Regions from separate parts of the Mus musculus genome. Here regions 2, 3 and 4 are each linked to region 1. A link is a contact called in public HiChIP or PLAC-seq and promoter capture Hi-C data. All regions are on one chromosome and are shown on one strand. The core of a region is the stretch at or near the end of the contact, and the rest is flanking DNA. Distances in the headings are between cores, read along the strand shown. Region 1 holds the start of Adipor1 (adiponectin receptor 1). Region 2 holds the start of Kif21b (kinesin family member 21B). Region 3 holds the start of Pik3c2b (phosphatidylinositol-4-phosphate 3-kinase catalytic subunit type 2 beta). Region 4 holds the start of Etnk2 (ethanolamine kinase 2).

Region 1 (3,673 bases), core at 773-3,272:
GCAACAGGCATTAACATATGGCCCAAACAGCTGTACACATTTTTAAAATATCTTAAGGGTGTTTATTGAAAATTTTCTTTTATTTTTCCTCCTTTTCCTCTTTTTGTTGTTGTTGTTTTGAGATAGGATTTCTTTTTGTAGCCCTGGCTGTCCCGGAACTCAATCTGTAGACCAGGCTGGCCTCGAACTCAGGGATCCACCTGTCTCTGCCCCCAAGTGCTGGGATAACGATTAAAAGTACGCGTCCCTTCCACCTAGGTGATAATTTGTTTTCTGATAGCATCATTATGAAGCTAAGAGCTAACAGGTGCTGGAGGAACTGAGAAGAAAAACTTCACTTTAGTAGAGATGATCAAAACTTCGTAGATCTTAAGATTTGATAGGCATGGACATCTGAGGCAGGGCATTCCAGGGGTACAGTTGTGTAAACAGCGGTTTACATGGTAGCATGGCTACCCAGAGCATCGAATAATGCACTTTCCATCAGGAAGCTTAAGAAAATGAGGTCACTCTGAAGTGACACAACTTAGCCTACCATTCATTTTAAGGTGCTGACCGCTCCCCTCCTCCTGCCGTGAGGGGGGGGGGGTGGAGTGAGGGGAGGGAGGCGCAGAGGCTATGAAATTAAGGCTGCTTCCTTAATTTATCTTTCACACGGGTAAAGCCACTCATTTACTTCTTTCTCAAAAATCTTGTCGTTTCTGGGCTACTGTGAACACCCCAGCGGAGATTACCCTGCGGGAGTAGGTGCAGTGTTTGAAGGCCCACACCAATGTCTAATACTTCACTAATAACACCAGCTTTTGAAGACTGACTTCTCAAAGACCTTTCACAAAAAATGGACACAAAAACTACTTCTGTAATAAAGAAATGCAGTGGCTGCAGGCCGGGAACCCTGACATTGCAATCCACTTAGCGCCATCCTATCTGACTGAGTTCCTGGCAGTGGACTGATGCTATAAACTCTCAGGAACTGCGACTGCACCATCACAGCCTGCCCTGCATTATCAAAAGGAAAAAAAAAAAAAGCAGTGAGCACATCCCAACATGGCTTTGGTTCTGCAAAGAACCACCTATTGCCATCTTCGTTTGATTTACCACACAACTTAACTGCTGGGTTTTCTGGTCTGTCTGCTAAAGACCCGAGGGAAATAATCAGATTATTATTATAGAAGATCCCATGGTCTCTTAGTGCTCCGCTGACATCTGAAACTATGTAAACTGAAATTTGTCCAGCTTCTTCAACTACGAACCGCCAGAAACTGACGGCGAGCCACTTTATTTTCTTAAAAGCAAGTGCGAGACTCAAATTCTCAAACAAACCAGCATCCATCAACCCTAGATTTCTGAGATGAAATCTGGCCCTTCCCAACACTTCGGCATCTTGTTTACATTCTAGTTGAGTAGTACCTTAGGCCTGTCGAGTCTCCATCAACTTCCCGACCGACCCTATCCAGGAGGGAGCCCCGTCACGTTTGACCTGCGGATCGCGGTGGTGGCCTTAGGGTTCCCGGCCACCCAGGGCCGGTGTTCCCGCACCCAACTCGCAGGCTCAACTCCGGGGGTCGCCAGCAGGGCTGGAACGCGGCCGTCTACCGCGCGGCTGCGGAGACAGCACTCGCGGACTGCCGGGCCCCGACGGCGGCGAGCAGCCCCCCGAACGGAGGCGGTGCGCGGTGGGAGGGGCCGGAAATGTTTACGGAGGACCTTTCGGAGGGCCGGGCGGTGAGCGACGATCCAGGGGCGGGCCACTCCCGTGCTGTCCCCTCCAGAGCCTGCAGGGCCCGCGCCCCGCCCACCCCCGGGACACTTACGGCCTGGCTGGCTGCCTCTGCTGGGGGCCGCGGGCCCGGGCGCTACATCCCGCGGCACTGGAGGCGGCCTGCGGCCGAGGGGCGCCCGATCCTCAGCGCCCTGCCCGCGCCGGAAGGGCCGCGCGACCGCACGGCGTCACCTCCGCAGCCGCGTCACCTTCCCGGCGCTACCTCACCCGCTCCGATCCAGGCATTCCTGCGCGTGCCAATCATCAGGGCGCGCTCAGGCTCGCCCCGCCCCGCCCCTGATCTGACCAATCGCTGGCTCTGGCTGTCCCAGCTTGGCCCTACACTGGCGGACTGCAAAAGCCTCTTCTCCCGGCCTACGACGGGCGCGTGTAGGGGAGTAGGGAGCTGGGAGTAGGGAGCTGGGAAGGCAATCTTAGTTTCCCACCCCACGGCCTCGCTTTTCAGCTCCGAAACACTTTTTTTTTCCTTCTCTTAGTACTGGGAATTGTACCTCTAGGCAAGCCACTATATCTCTAGTACAGAAACACTTTTTCCCCCCTTTTTCCAAGACACGGATTCTCCGTGTAGCCCTGGCTGTCCCGAATTCGCCCTGTAGATTCGCCTCCCTAGTGGCAGGATTAAACAACGCCAACCCACACTTTTATTTTTGTTTGAGAAAGGGTTTAATTGTGCAACCCAGGTGAGCCTTGTACTCGAGGCCATCCTATCTCAGCCTTTCAAATGCTAGGATTTCAAATGTGGGCTACCATACAGCTCCGAAACTATTTCTATATCCATTTTCCAAATCCCTCCCTCTCTTCTTCTGGTATGCTATGTATGGAACGACTACCATGAATCTATTCACTCAACTGATTTAACTTTTGGTTCCTGTTATTTATCAGAAAGGGAGAAGTTATTTCAAACAAGCCTAGCTTGACAATTTTCTGTGCCAGTCCATGTTCCCATGTGACCCAGAGGGCACATCTTAGAAGACAATATAGTGTGCTTCTCTGCCGGAACTGAACCACACAATATAGTATTTTGGGAGTGTTCATTTTCTTATACTCCAAAAAACGATGCACAGCTGTTACTGCTCTAAATGCAAGAAAAGGTGACCAAATGCTAGATGGATGCCCCAGGAGAGTGAAGTCAACTTTGTTCTGGTTAAAAGCATAGACTCTGGGTTCTTGTAGATCCAGTTTCCTTCCCAAGCCAGCCGATCTTTACACATTACTGAGTCCTTCCAAATCACTACTTAACCTTGAAAACGAAGGGAAATGATGCTACTTTCAGGTCTGTCAGGACTAAGGACATTTCAGGTGCTACTTTCAGGTCTGTCAGGACTAAGGCAGTGTCTGCATGATGCCTGGCAAATGGATAGAGTTTCATAACAACTAGCTATTGTTAATATATTACCTGGGGCTGGAGAGATGGCTCAGCAGTTAAGAACACCCACTGTTCTTCCAGAGGTCCAGAGTTCAATTCCCAGCCACCCACATGGTGGCTCATAACCATCTTAATTGGATCTAATGCCCTCTTCTGGTGTGTCTGAAGAGAGCAATGGTATACTCATATACATAAAATAAATAAATAAATCTTTAAAAAAAACAGTTGACTAGAAACCTATATTTTAATAAAAATAATAATAATAAATTACCTGCTGTACAAAACAAAATCTGGAAACTTTATTTTTCTTCAAGACAGGGTTTCTCTGCGTAGCCCTGGCTGTCCTGGAACTCACTTTGTAGACCAGGCTGGCCTCAAACTCAGAAATCTGCCTGCTTCTGCCTCCTGCTAGGATTAAAGGTGTGTGCCACCACGCCCGGCTGCTCCCCCTTTAAGTGTTAAATTATTTGTTTTTAAAAATCTTTTGTTTTTTTCAAGATAGTTTCTCTGGGTAGAGCTTGCAG
Region 2 (3,673 bases), core at 337-2,836, 1.7 Mb before region 1:
TCAGCACCTGAGCTATTATATACTAAGCCTCCGTGCCTTCTCTCTGGATTATACAGAGTTGGGGGGTGGGCATCTGCTCTGGGGCAGGAAGAGAGAACCTATCTCATCGATTTCTCTCATCTTGTCTATGAGCTTCTTCCCAGGATCCCTGGAATCTGGGTCATCTCTGACCCAGGGGATTTGAACACTTGTCTCAAGGACCTACCCTAGAATTTGACTGCTCCCCTCCCCCACTCTATAAGGCCAGAACCAGAGATGTATGTTCCTCAGTGCATCTGTGAGTTGGTGACCAGCTCACTCACATTGCTACTCTCCCACTATGTTCTTCTTAAAGAGAAGACCACAAAACACAGTCGGGAGAGCTGGTGGGAGGCATCTTCACTCTCTGCAAAGAACAGAGAGTTCAACTTTGTAGCATTTCCTGTCCCTGCACCTGTGTGCCCCTAGGAAAAGAACCCACTAAGTCCCGTCCTCTTTCCTCTTAATGTCTGCCAGATTACTTCTAATACCTACAGATATCGGGAATGGGAATCCAGATAAATCTAGGGGCCCTTCCCCCCTGCTCAGTTTCACCTTTGTGCCTGTGAATGTAGCATTAGGGTCCTGTCACCCCTTTCACCCCTTCTGGATTAGTCCCTCGGATACACCTTTTTCTTCCTCCCTAGCACCATCTCCTCTTGGGGCAGGACCAGCAGGGCTTTCTCCAAAAGCCATTGGCACCCCGTGGAAAGCCAAGGCACCATTCCAACCCTTTCATGGGTCCCACAACCGATCTTTGTCTGTTGTATCCGCTCCCAGGATGGTGAGCTGGATCAAGAGCGTAGAACTGGCTAACTGGGGTAGATGGGGGGAGGGGGGATTCCCTCCTATACCCCAGAATGAGACAGCAGCCTCATGGGGAGGACAAGAGGAAACACACAGACGCTCCGGCCTGGGCCAAAGCTGGGTGTGAAATACCGGATTTCCTTGTTTATTCGATTTTCTGATCATTAAGTGCTCCCAAGAGGGGCCAGAAATTACCACCCAAACAAAGCCACCTTCCATCAGTCCGCTGGGCCGCCGCTCCCCTGCGGCAGCCGGGCCAGCGCGCGTCGGCCCCTCCTCCTGGACTGCAGACTCCAGCTCGAGCGGTGCCCGCGCCCCCCGCCCGAGAACACGCGAGACAAAGCTCGAACCCCTCCTCGCACGCCCCTTCCCCGCCATCGACCCTTACCTGACGGCCACTTTGACGCAGCAGTCGCCCTGGCCAGCCATGGTCCTCCGGCACCAGGGTCTGGGCGCGGATCAGGGGCGGGGGTCCGGGGGCCACTGCTCCAGGCAGCGGCTGCGGCTGCAGAAGGCGGAGGCAGGGACCCTGCTAGCGAAAGCGACCTCGTAGGCTGGAGGTGACATGCTCGCAGGAGGCGGCAGAGGGGCTCAGCCGCGGCCGGCCCCACGGGGCTGGTCCCATGCGTCTCCTCCAGCCATCGCGCGGAGGTGCTGAGCTCGTTGACAGCGGGCAGTGAGACCCGCAGCTCCCTACAGCGCGGCACACGCGCGCGCACACACCTCCCACCCGGACCGCCACCTCCCGCCGCAGCGCGAACAAAGGGGGCGGGGGCCGAGCCACCTCAGGACCCACCCCCAGCCCCTCAGAGCCGCGCAGGGCCCCGCCCCTCCCAGAGGCCGCCAATAGAAGGCCCCAACGAGCAGCAGAGGCGGGACTTGAGCCTTTAAAGAGACCTCTTGGCTCCCGTCCATCGGGTGGCTGGGAGGGGCGGGGTAGGATTGGAGGGCTTGGGAGTGAAAGCGGGAGTGGCATGATGGACTCGTCCCTGGGAAGTTGACCATTCGGGAACCACGGCCCTCGAAGTCATGGTACCTCAGTCTCAGTGGGATCTTCCTTTCCTAAATGAGGAACGGGACTCAAAGAGGAACACCCCAAGGTCATACAGCGAGTCTGTGGCTAGGCATGGGTAAGAACCTGGTCTCTGGGCTGGGCGGTGTGCTGCACCTCAAAGCATCTCATAGAGATGAGCAATTTGCAATTTGAAAGAGTCAGCGAAGTGTCCCTTCTGCATTTATTTCGGTAAATCCGCCAACCTTTATTGAAGGGGATTCTTGTTGATGTGGAAGTAAATTTCCCCACCTCCACTCTGCAACATCTTTAAGCTCATAGTTTGCTTTGATGGCTGACTGGCTCAGGTTCTCCTCACTAAACCAGGGTCCCACTAACCTTTATGACCCACAGGGCCTGGTTCACACTCTTTGTGACAGTGGGGGGGGGGGGCGGGTTGTGTGTGGGGGAGTCGATGTGGGAGGCCAGATCTGCCTGGGAAGTAGTAGGAACAAAGAAGCACTTGACTCCAGATACCTGGGAGAAGCTAGAAGGCAAAGGAGGCCAGCGCTGCCATCAGAAATGTATATAAAGGATTAGCCCAGGAGACTTTTCAACACAGGGCTATGAGAAAGGAGACCAGTAATGTGAAGTCAAGTCCCATTCCAGTTCACCCCTGCACCCTCCCAGCCCCACTCTTCTCCCTGCCCCCCAACAACCAACATTAGGACCATTCACAGGGCCCCTCACCAGCTGCCCTCCCTTCCCAGGCTTCACCCAGCTCCTTCCTCTGGAAAAGGCCCAAGAGGAGGACCCAGCTGCAGCTCAAGATGTGGATGGAGACCTCTGGGGGAGGGGAGGCAGGGGAGTCTGGCTCCAAGCTTCTTGCATCAGCCTCAGATGATGAAACCCTGTGAGACGTCTTGGCTGGGATGTACGTTAGGGTCCTGAGGATCCACTTCTTGGTGCCATCATTCCCCACTCCCCACCCCCATCTGTGACTGCTCCACTCGGGAACCCAGGTGCCTGTTTGGAATAGTTTTAAGGGAAAATGTGAAAGTTAGGTCAGCTCATTCTTCCTACCCTCGTAGCAAACAGGAGGAGAGCCAGAGCCCCAGAGAGGTAGTGGTGATGGTGGTGTGTAAGGGGTCCTGGTGGGATCCTATATATTTTATTAATATTAGCATCTGAAACCCAAAGCCAGTGAATCAAATTCCTTAGAGCAAGAGACAGTGTTGGGAAATTGGGACGCTGCTCCCTGTCTTCTAACAAAAGGAGGATGTGGAGAGCTGAGCGGTGCTTACACGGGGAGGTACTTGGTGCTTTTGTTCTTGTTTGTTCTCCTAACCTTATGAGCCAGGTTCTAGCCTTCTCCCCTACCCCCAATTTTGCAAGTGGGGAAATAGTCTCATAAGCAACACACAGAAGATCTGGACTTCTGCAAGTGGTTCTAGGCGTCCCGATTCCTCTAAGGGATTCCTCTAAGGGCGTGCCTGTGGGGAAGGGAGCTGGATTGGCCCAGCTTTGCCCGGGGGTGCCACAAGCAACAGGCTTAGCTCTCCTGAAAGATAATGTGTTTTTACCTAAACTGTTCCCCCTCCCTCCCATCCCTGGACTTCTTTGGTACTTAACTCTAGCTTCCTGTTTGCCATAGGTCTGCTCAGACTTCCAGCAGTAGGTGACCTTCTGACTCAGAGCTCCGCTGCTGGGAAATGCCACCAGAGCTTTCCTCTCTGTGTCTCCTGACATCCAGGGTGTGCAGCTAGGGTAAGCAAGGAGGCCCATGGCTGCGGACTCAGGCCTCCTAGCCATTAGGGTTTCAAGGTTCCAGTTGCCCCAGCCACCCCAGCAGCTCCC
Region 3 (3,673 bases), core at 427-2,926, 1.4 Mb after region 1:
TCGACTGAATTTTTCCACGGACACAGCCCCGAATGGGACTACCAGGCTCTGAAGGAGCGTCAGGCTCGCTGACTGGGCTCCAGGAGCTGCAGCTGGAAAGAGGGAGGCTATTTGTGTGTCAGGGTTGCCATTTCTCTCCTGAATCTCTTTCCAAGGCCTAGTGGGAGCAAATCGAGTAAGTTTTCATTCAGGGCTGGTTTGGGGCTGGAATTCAGTGCAAATTGCTTACATCTGCTTGGCCATGTCCCAGACAAGCAGGTAGTTTAGAGAAAGGAGGGGCTGTATCAGCCCACTTCTGTAGCCCAGGTAGCTTGCCAGCCGCTAAGGAATCAAAGGCCTGCTAGGGTCTATCAGTCCAGGCTGCAGAACTCTCTGACCAAGTTGAATAAAAACACCAGGGCAACCAGAGACAATAGGACTTTCACCCTAAATATGACTGGTGGGCTGGGACTGGGAAACCACAAAGATACCTAAAGGGAGGTGAGATGTAGGGCCAGGTTAGCCTGAAGGAGCAATGGCAGAGTTTAGACACTTCAACCTCTGCACAACAAGGGTGAATGCACTAACCTCATACATTTGGTAACCTCTTTCCACACCCCAGAAGCCTGCCAAGCCCCTGGACTTTTCACCCCACCCACCCCAGCTTGGCAGTTTTGCTGGGGCTTCCAGCTTCTATCATCGCACCAAAGCTGCAGCTGTGTAAAACTGAAAAATGAGGGGCAAGTACTGCCCAGGAGAGGAGCACTTTCCCGGAGGGCCGGGGACTCGGGCCTGAAGGTCCTAGTCTCTCCTGCAAGCTTTCAGTCTTCTGCTTTTGCAGTATCCTTATAAGGCCAACCCTACCCTCCGCCTGGCCGAAAATGTGTACCGTCCCGAGGTTGGACGCTGACTTCTCACTCCCGCTGCACAGGAAGGCACCACTCCCACCACCCCCCACTCCAGGACAGGTTTTGCTCTTAAACAAACTAATAAACAAATCGACTCCAAAGCGGTCCCCTGGTCCCAGCTCGTCTTGCAGCTGCACCCGGGAAGTGTGTTCCGGAGGAGGAGGCGGGTGCAAGCCCGGCGAGGCCGCGAGTCGCGGGCGAGCCGTGGGGCGGGGGCGAGCAACCTGCAGTGCTCGGAGGACCCGGCTGGGCTCTCGGCCCTGCCATTGTTGGCCCCGGCGCTGGCGCTTCGGGGCGGGAGCTCTGCCCACGTCGCCCCGACTAAGAGGGCGCTCCGCAGCCCCGGGGTCGTCCTCCCCGCCGCGTGCTCTTCCTACCTGCGCTGGCCGCGGGTTCTGCCGCGACACCCTGACTGTCGTGGCTGGGTGTCTAGGGCTCCGCCGACCCGGCTCGCTCGGAAGATCCAGGCGGCTCCAGCCCCCGCGTGATGTTCAGTGTCGCCTGCTCCCTTCGCTCGCACCGCGCGGGCACTGGGATCCCCGCAGCAGGAGACACACGGGCAAGCGACGGGCGTGGGGGCCGGGCCCGGGCCCGGTGCTGTCTGCCGGGAGCGTGCACGAGCTCGCAGTCAGGCAGCCCCGGGTGAGACAATAGCGCGAACGGCGAGCGAGCGGGGAGAAGCCATCTCCCGGACAGCCGGCGCACTGCACGGCGCGCGAGGCTCACCGGCTCCTGCCAGGACCGCGGCCCAGGCCGCCGGCAACAGCCGCAACGCCGAATCGCCTAGTCGCGGGAGCCAGAGGGCGGGGCGGCGGGAACACGGGCCCCCTCCCTCCCCTCTTCCTCTCCCCCTCCCCTCCCCCTCCCGCTCCCGCCTCCGCACCGTGTGCGGCGTCCTGAGCAGACCCCGGGGGCCAGCAATCCCACTTCCCGCTGGCAGATTGTCGTCGTTTTCCAGGCTGGAACCCCTTGCTCTGGGTCAGGTGAAACAAGCCAGATCACCTTATTGGAAGCGACACGGGCTGGGCGTTCAGTTATCCGTTCGAAAATTTCCTCTCATAATTATGCATGATAGGGATGCTCTAAAGAACTACCACCTTCGTGGGGGAGGCTGTGTTGGCACTTTTCTCTCCCGTTTGCTCAAGGGCGGTCTTCCAACCTGAGTGGGGAGGAGAAGTAGAGAAGCCTCCAACCCTATTAAGGTAGGAAGCAAACTTTGAAACTGTGTTATTTTCTCCGGGCACCTCCCTTAAAGCACCTGTGTCAAGCATTTTCCTAAGGGCTCTACCCAGTACTGGCCAGCTCCGTTTGCATAATAACTAGGGTCTCGGATCTCCAAGTACACTTTCTTCAACCAGGAACTTGTTCTTTGCTATCTTCCTTTCTTTGCCAGTCACACTGGGATTCAGCCTTCTTCCTCAGTACCCCTTCAAGCCTTGGTGGGAGAAGGTGTCTCAGCTCCCATGCCCTCTGCTCTCTAGCTAAGGCTTCTATGGAAACATCTGTTAAGCATCCCTTGCCTTGCCCCAAGGAAATATTTAAGATACTACCATTTCAGTCTATCAAAGTCAGAAAGGTCTTTATAAAACACATGGGGCCTTTGATCCCGCCCCCTTATTTGCATGAAACTCTGTAAGAAACCGGAGCAGTTTTCCAGGAGACAAGGGCTAAAGCCTTCCTAGGTTGGTAGAGGTAGAAACTGGGGAGAGCTCACAAAGAGGAGAGCTGTCTAGTAGAATGAGGATTTGAACAACTAGAGGAAGTCCTGTGGTGGAGAAAAGCAGTACAAAAGGGGAGTCCCTAAGCCAGGTCCTCAATCAGCACCTGGGAGGCAGAAGCACCCCAACGGGTGTGGTGTGTAACTCCAGGAGAGCTGCTGCTTTTTCTCCTGGCCTCTGCAGGCATCCATATGCATGTGCACACCCCCACAAGCATATACAGAATCTAAAAATAAATTCAATCTTAACCCCCACCCCCAAAAAGTCGAGTTCACAATTCTAAAGTATTTGAGGGAGAATATTGTTTTGTTTTCATCGAGGATGAAATGGAACGGTTAGATAGAAACCTCATGGGCATCACTAGGTGAGTGAAGAGAAAAAGAAGCCTGTGAGAGCTAAATCAGGTTCCGGTGGCTTGATGGTGAAAGACTCGTTCTAGAAGCTTAACAACTAGAGGAGGAATACAAAGGAGCATGAAAGATCAGGTATGGAAGTGTTGTTTGGCACAGGTTTTCCCATGTAGCTGAGGCTGCCATTTGAACTTGATATGTAGCCCAGGCTGGCTTCAAATTCATGATTGTACTGCCTCTTTCTCCTAAGTGCTGAGCCAACACCCTTGGCTTGGTTTTCTTTTAAGACAAGAAAGAAATGTGTTCCTATGCTGAGAGGTAAGACCAGGGAGCAAAGGGGTGAAAATGCAAACTGTCCCAAAGAGGAAAGGAGATGGCCCAAAGCATGCGAGACAAAGTTGCCTGGAGAGACTCACTGGCAAATGGATTTGGAGAGCAGTAAGTCTTGAAGCTATACCCTGAAGAAAAAAAATAGTTGCTACTTGATCGTCTTTGAGAATTCTGCTGAGACAAAAAGAGTAAAAATAGTATAGAAAGCTGGTTGTGGTGGCACATGCCTTTCATCCCAGCACTTGAGAGACAGAGGCAGGCAGAATTCTGAGTTCGAAGCCAGCCTGGTCTACAGAGTGAGTTCTAGGACAGCCAGGGCTACACAGAGAAACCCTGCCTTGAAAAACAAAACAAAACAAAACCAATAGATAGGATTGAAGATGTAAAA
Region 4 (3,673 bases), core at 715-3,214, 1.1 Mb after region 1:
CATGGTCCTCCGCTCTCTTCCCAGAGCTTCAGTCAAAACAGAATTCGTTCACTGGAATGCTGAACATAACCCCACGCCAGCTAGTACTAAACTGTGCCTTGGAATAAAGGGACACTCATGGTGGTGGATGGGAAGGAGCAGCCACACTGAGTCCAGGCACACTCACTCAGCCTAGCTGCGCGTCCAGGCCATGCTATCTAGCACAGTGGCCACGTCTGCACTAGGCGCTGGAGAGAGGCCCTCCCCTCCTTTCTCCATCCTGGCCCTGAAAGAACCCCACTGCAGGCAAGAATGTAGCCAGGGAGGGCTAGAAATTGCCCAGACAGACACCCTGATCAGCTGCCTCTCATTAAGGCAGGCAAGGGCTCTCAGAGCTGTATCTCCTGCTCTATCCAGTGGCAGAGAGACAAGGAGGGTACTGAAGTTGGCACTCTTCCCAGGGCTTTGGTGGCCAGAGGTCCTTGAATCTCTGAATTCCACACCAGGAGGAACAGGAGACAATATGAGTGGGAGCCCAGACTCTCTGGGCAGGGTGATAAGGAGGGAGGAACCCTGAACTAAAGGTTTATGGGCGCTATGGGGCAGAGCTGGATGGGACTTCAGGGGACCCACCCCTTCTAGGTGAGACGACAGGCCTAGTGGGGGTCCAGATTAGCATCTGGTATGCAGTGCTGGGTTTAATCTCAAATATGGCTTGATGCCTTCACTGTCTGTTCCTGACCAGGTCTTCTGAAAATGTTACCACATTCAGCCCAGATTCTCCTTAGAGCTGCCCCTTCCATACTCAGAAGGCCAATGACATGGGGCCCGAACCCTCCAAAGCAGGCTGTCAGGGGTGTAGGGCTGGGTAGGTTTTTAAGAGAATGCAGGACAGCGAGGGAGGGAGTAAGCTAGGGGCTCGCAGTGGGCAGTTCTGCCCACAGGTGTGTGTGTGGGACAAAGTATTCAGCTGAGGTGGGAAGAAAATGGAGTGGGGGTCAAAAGGGGCGTTGCTCAGAGCTAGCCTGAGGCCACGTGAAGAAGGTCTCAGGGCTTAGCTGGAATTCTGAATTGCACAGGGCTGGCTCCTGGGGCCACAAGGAATGCTCAGATCCCCGAGGCTTGGATCTCAAGTTAGGGCGAAGGAACAGCATGGGTGTAGGGGGAGGTTTCCTTAAAAGTTCGTGCTTCCTCGGGTTGTCAGAGTGGCTGGGTAGCACTTCTGAGCAACTAGGGGACAAGCACGCAGCGACAGGGGGTGGGGCTGCACGCGCAGCACGCTGACAGTGGGCAGGTGGACCTCCGGCGGCAGGAGCAGGCGAATGGGGAGGGTCCAGGGAAGCGTGAGCCCAGCTTTGCATAGGGATCAAAGAGAAATGGAGAGTTACACACATATTCAAACCACGGTCCAAAACATCTCCTGCGCAACAGCCGCAAAACCCTGGAACCCGCACTTGGAGGATGCACTGACGGGCGTCCACGCAGCCCCTCTGCAGCCCGGCAGCGCCCCATCCCCGGCCTCACGCCCTCTCGGCTACCTTGGTCCGAACTTGTTCGGGCTTCCAGTGCGGCCGCAGCTCCCGAATGAGGCGCAGGGCACCGGGGAGGATGTCGTCCTGTTCCACCGTGACGCTGAAGCATGGGACGGCGGCCCTCGGGGGCCCTGGAGGCTCCCAGCAGCCGGCGCTGGCCACCGCCTTCTCCTCCATGCTCCATGAGCACTGCGGGCAAGGCTCCTGCCTCCGCAGGTAAAAGGGCGAGCACGGCACTGGAGCTGAAGGGGGCACAGCCATTCCCAGCAGCCCCACCCCCTCGGAGCCGCCGCGCCCGCGTTAGCCCCTACGGGGGGGCCCTGAGAGAGAGTGGGAGTGGTCGAGGAGGGGCCAGGGGAAGTCCATGACTCATGAGCGAGCTGCCTGTTCCAATCTCCGGCGATGCAACCGAGCAACACAGCTGGCCGGGAATCGCCAAGGTCCGCCGCGACAGTGACATCATGGGTCGCAGTAACGCCCCTTGCCCGCCCCGCCCCCGCCTCCGGGCGAGTGCAGCCCGCCATCTCCCGTTGCTGGCTCCACCGCTACCTGGAGCTCTGGGTGGGGGATGCCCCGCCTTAATGACGCAAAGGGCGGAGCCTCCCCAGGCCCCGCCCCAGATCCCTGCTCCAGTATCCTAGTACTGGTTGACCAGTTTCCCACTGGAGCCCACAGCTAAAGAGCTCTTTTCCGGGTAGTCTAGGGTAAGGGGCTGGGGCTAAGGAGGGAAGAGCTTGTCTTTGTCCCAACCTCATCCTGGAACGTGGAGATCGGATGCTCCTATAGTGTGGGCTTCGGCTTGCCATTAAATCTCTTGGGAAAGGTTGGGCTGCGTTTCTAAGGCCTTCTAGGCATCATTCAGCACCACACACACACACACACACACACACACACACCTTCGATGGAGAACAGCATGGTGATGGTTCAGGGTGAGTGTCCCATAGGCAGACTGGACTCTGATAGAATGTTCCAGGGTACTTTTATGAGTGTACAAGCACATTGTAAGCCAGGACTTTGAGCAAGACTGAGTTTGGCTCACTAAATAATCCTTAAGCCTTCCTCCCTGTCCTGCAAGGCTGACTGGGCATAGATAGTGGTCGCACAGGTGCCCGGAGCTCAGTGTTTTGTTGAGCAAAGAGGTGATCAAAGGCCATAGTACAACCTAGGGATCTATGTGTATGTAGCATGACAAGGGGAAGGGATAAGTCCCCTGGCAGACTTACTGTACAGAGAAGACACATGGAAAGAGGCCAGGCCAGCCCTTGGAAAGCCCGTCCCTTAGTCATATATTCCCCTGGTCACTTCCAGAGTGAGACCAGTTAGCTGCCAGCTCTCTAGCATAGAGAGACCTGGGCTTGCCTTGGGACCTCATTTCTTATCACCTCATACTGCCCTACTTGAAAAATGCCTACAAAATAGATGTGTTTCTGTGTCCCCAAGGTTGTCCCTCCGACCTACTCAGGAACATCTCCACCACGAGGCCTTTTGGTTCTTGCTGCTTTGCACCCAGGTCTTCTGGTCCAGTTTCTGTGCTGGTGCCTCTTGCAGGGGCCACTAGCCTCACGTGGCTACTCAGCCCTTGAAATGTGGCCAGTGTGACATTTTGTGTAACTTTAATCTTTATACGCATACAAACAACAGCATGCAGCCACTGTACTGGACATTGTAGCAGATGGTAGGGAGGGACCACCTACTTGAGGTCATGATGTCCCAGGATGCCAGAACTGGAAAGGACATTGCCTCCAGCTCTTTCTTTTGCAATAGGCAAAGCAAACCTTGCGGCACAAGGGAACACAATCAGTGGGAGTCCAGACTCGCTTTCTCAGCTCTGTGCCAGCACCCTGAAAGCAGCTCCCGCTATACAAATATCACCTCAGAGAAGCCCTGGGTCCTTAACCTTAGGAGAGTGAAATCCTACAGATACCAAGCGCTTGGTTGGGACACTCAGTACCTTGCTTTTGGGGGAGGAGGGGTCAAAGAGGGATGAGGGAATACAGGTTGATGCCTGCTTTCTTATCCCCTAAGCTATACACTCTTCATGGGCAGTCTGAGGGGTGAGTGGAAAAAGAGTCCTCTACCAGCCCATTGTGGGTGGTGCCTCCCCTGGGCTGGTGGTCCTGGGTTCTGTAAGAAAGCAGGCTGAACAAAACCTGTGGAGCTTA

The links. Promoter capture Hi-C pulls out the DNA fragments that hold promoters and counts their contacts. HiChIP or PLAC-seq counts read pairs in DNA pulled down with a chosen protein or histone mark.
Region 2: a contact with region 1 is called in a FOXA1 HiChIP or PLAC-seq map of pancreatic cancer cells. The contact joins the promoter of Kif21b here to the promoter of Adipor1 in region 1. A contact is called at or near these places in 1 of 39 promoter capture datasets (the HPC-7 cell line), 1 of 484 Hi-C or Micro-C datasets (rod photoreceptor) and 1 of 115 datasets of contacts at active chromatin or transcription factors (pancreatic cancer cells).
Region 3: a contact with region 1 is called in a promoter capture Hi-C map of liver, with 4 times the contacts expected there. The contact joins the promoter of Pik3c2b here to the promoter of Adipor1 in region 1. A contact is called at or near these places in 4 of 39 promoter capture datasets (HPC-7-derived erythroid cells, hippocampal neurons, liver and 1 more) and 1 of 115 datasets of contacts at active chromatin or transcription factors (astrocytes).
Region 4: a contact with region 1 is called in a promoter capture Hi-C map of cranial neural crest. The contact joins the promoter of Etnk2 here to the promoter of Adipor1 in region 1. A contact is called at or near these places in 4 of 39 promoter capture datasets (cranial neural crest, hippocampal neurons, liver and 1 more) and 1 of 484 Hi-C or Micro-C datasets (B cells).

The regions. Positions count from the first base shown.
Region 1 is chr1:134,413,727-134,417,399 of GRCm38.p6, reverse strand. Adipor1 (adiponectin receptor 1) reads right to left here and starts at 2,022. Exons shown (of 8, transcript NM_028320.4): 1 at 1,815-2,022.
Region 2 is chr1:136,129,303-136,132,975 of GRCm38.p6, reverse strand. It overlaps Kif21b (kinesin family member 21B), which reads right to left and starts at 1,586. Exons shown (of 35, transcript NM_001039472.2): 1 at 1,214-1,586. The coding sequence starts at 1,254. Gm15850 (predicted gene 15850) reads left to right here and starts at 1,793. Exons shown (of 3, transcript NR_046170.1): 1 at 1,793-1,955; 2 at 3,471-3,583.
Region 3 is chr1:133,044,015-133,047,687 of GRCm38.p6, reverse strand. Pik3c2b (phosphatidylinositol-4-phosphate 3-kinase catalytic subunit type 2 beta) reads right to left here and starts at 1,676. Exons shown (of 33, transcript NM_001099276.2): 1 at 1,265-1,676.
Region 4 is chr1:133,361,863-133,365,535 of GRCm38.p6, reverse strand. It overlaps Etnk2 (ethanolamine kinase 2), which reads right to left and starts at 1,964. Exons shown (of 8, transcript NM_175443.5): 1 at 1,518-1,964. The coding sequence starts at 1,772.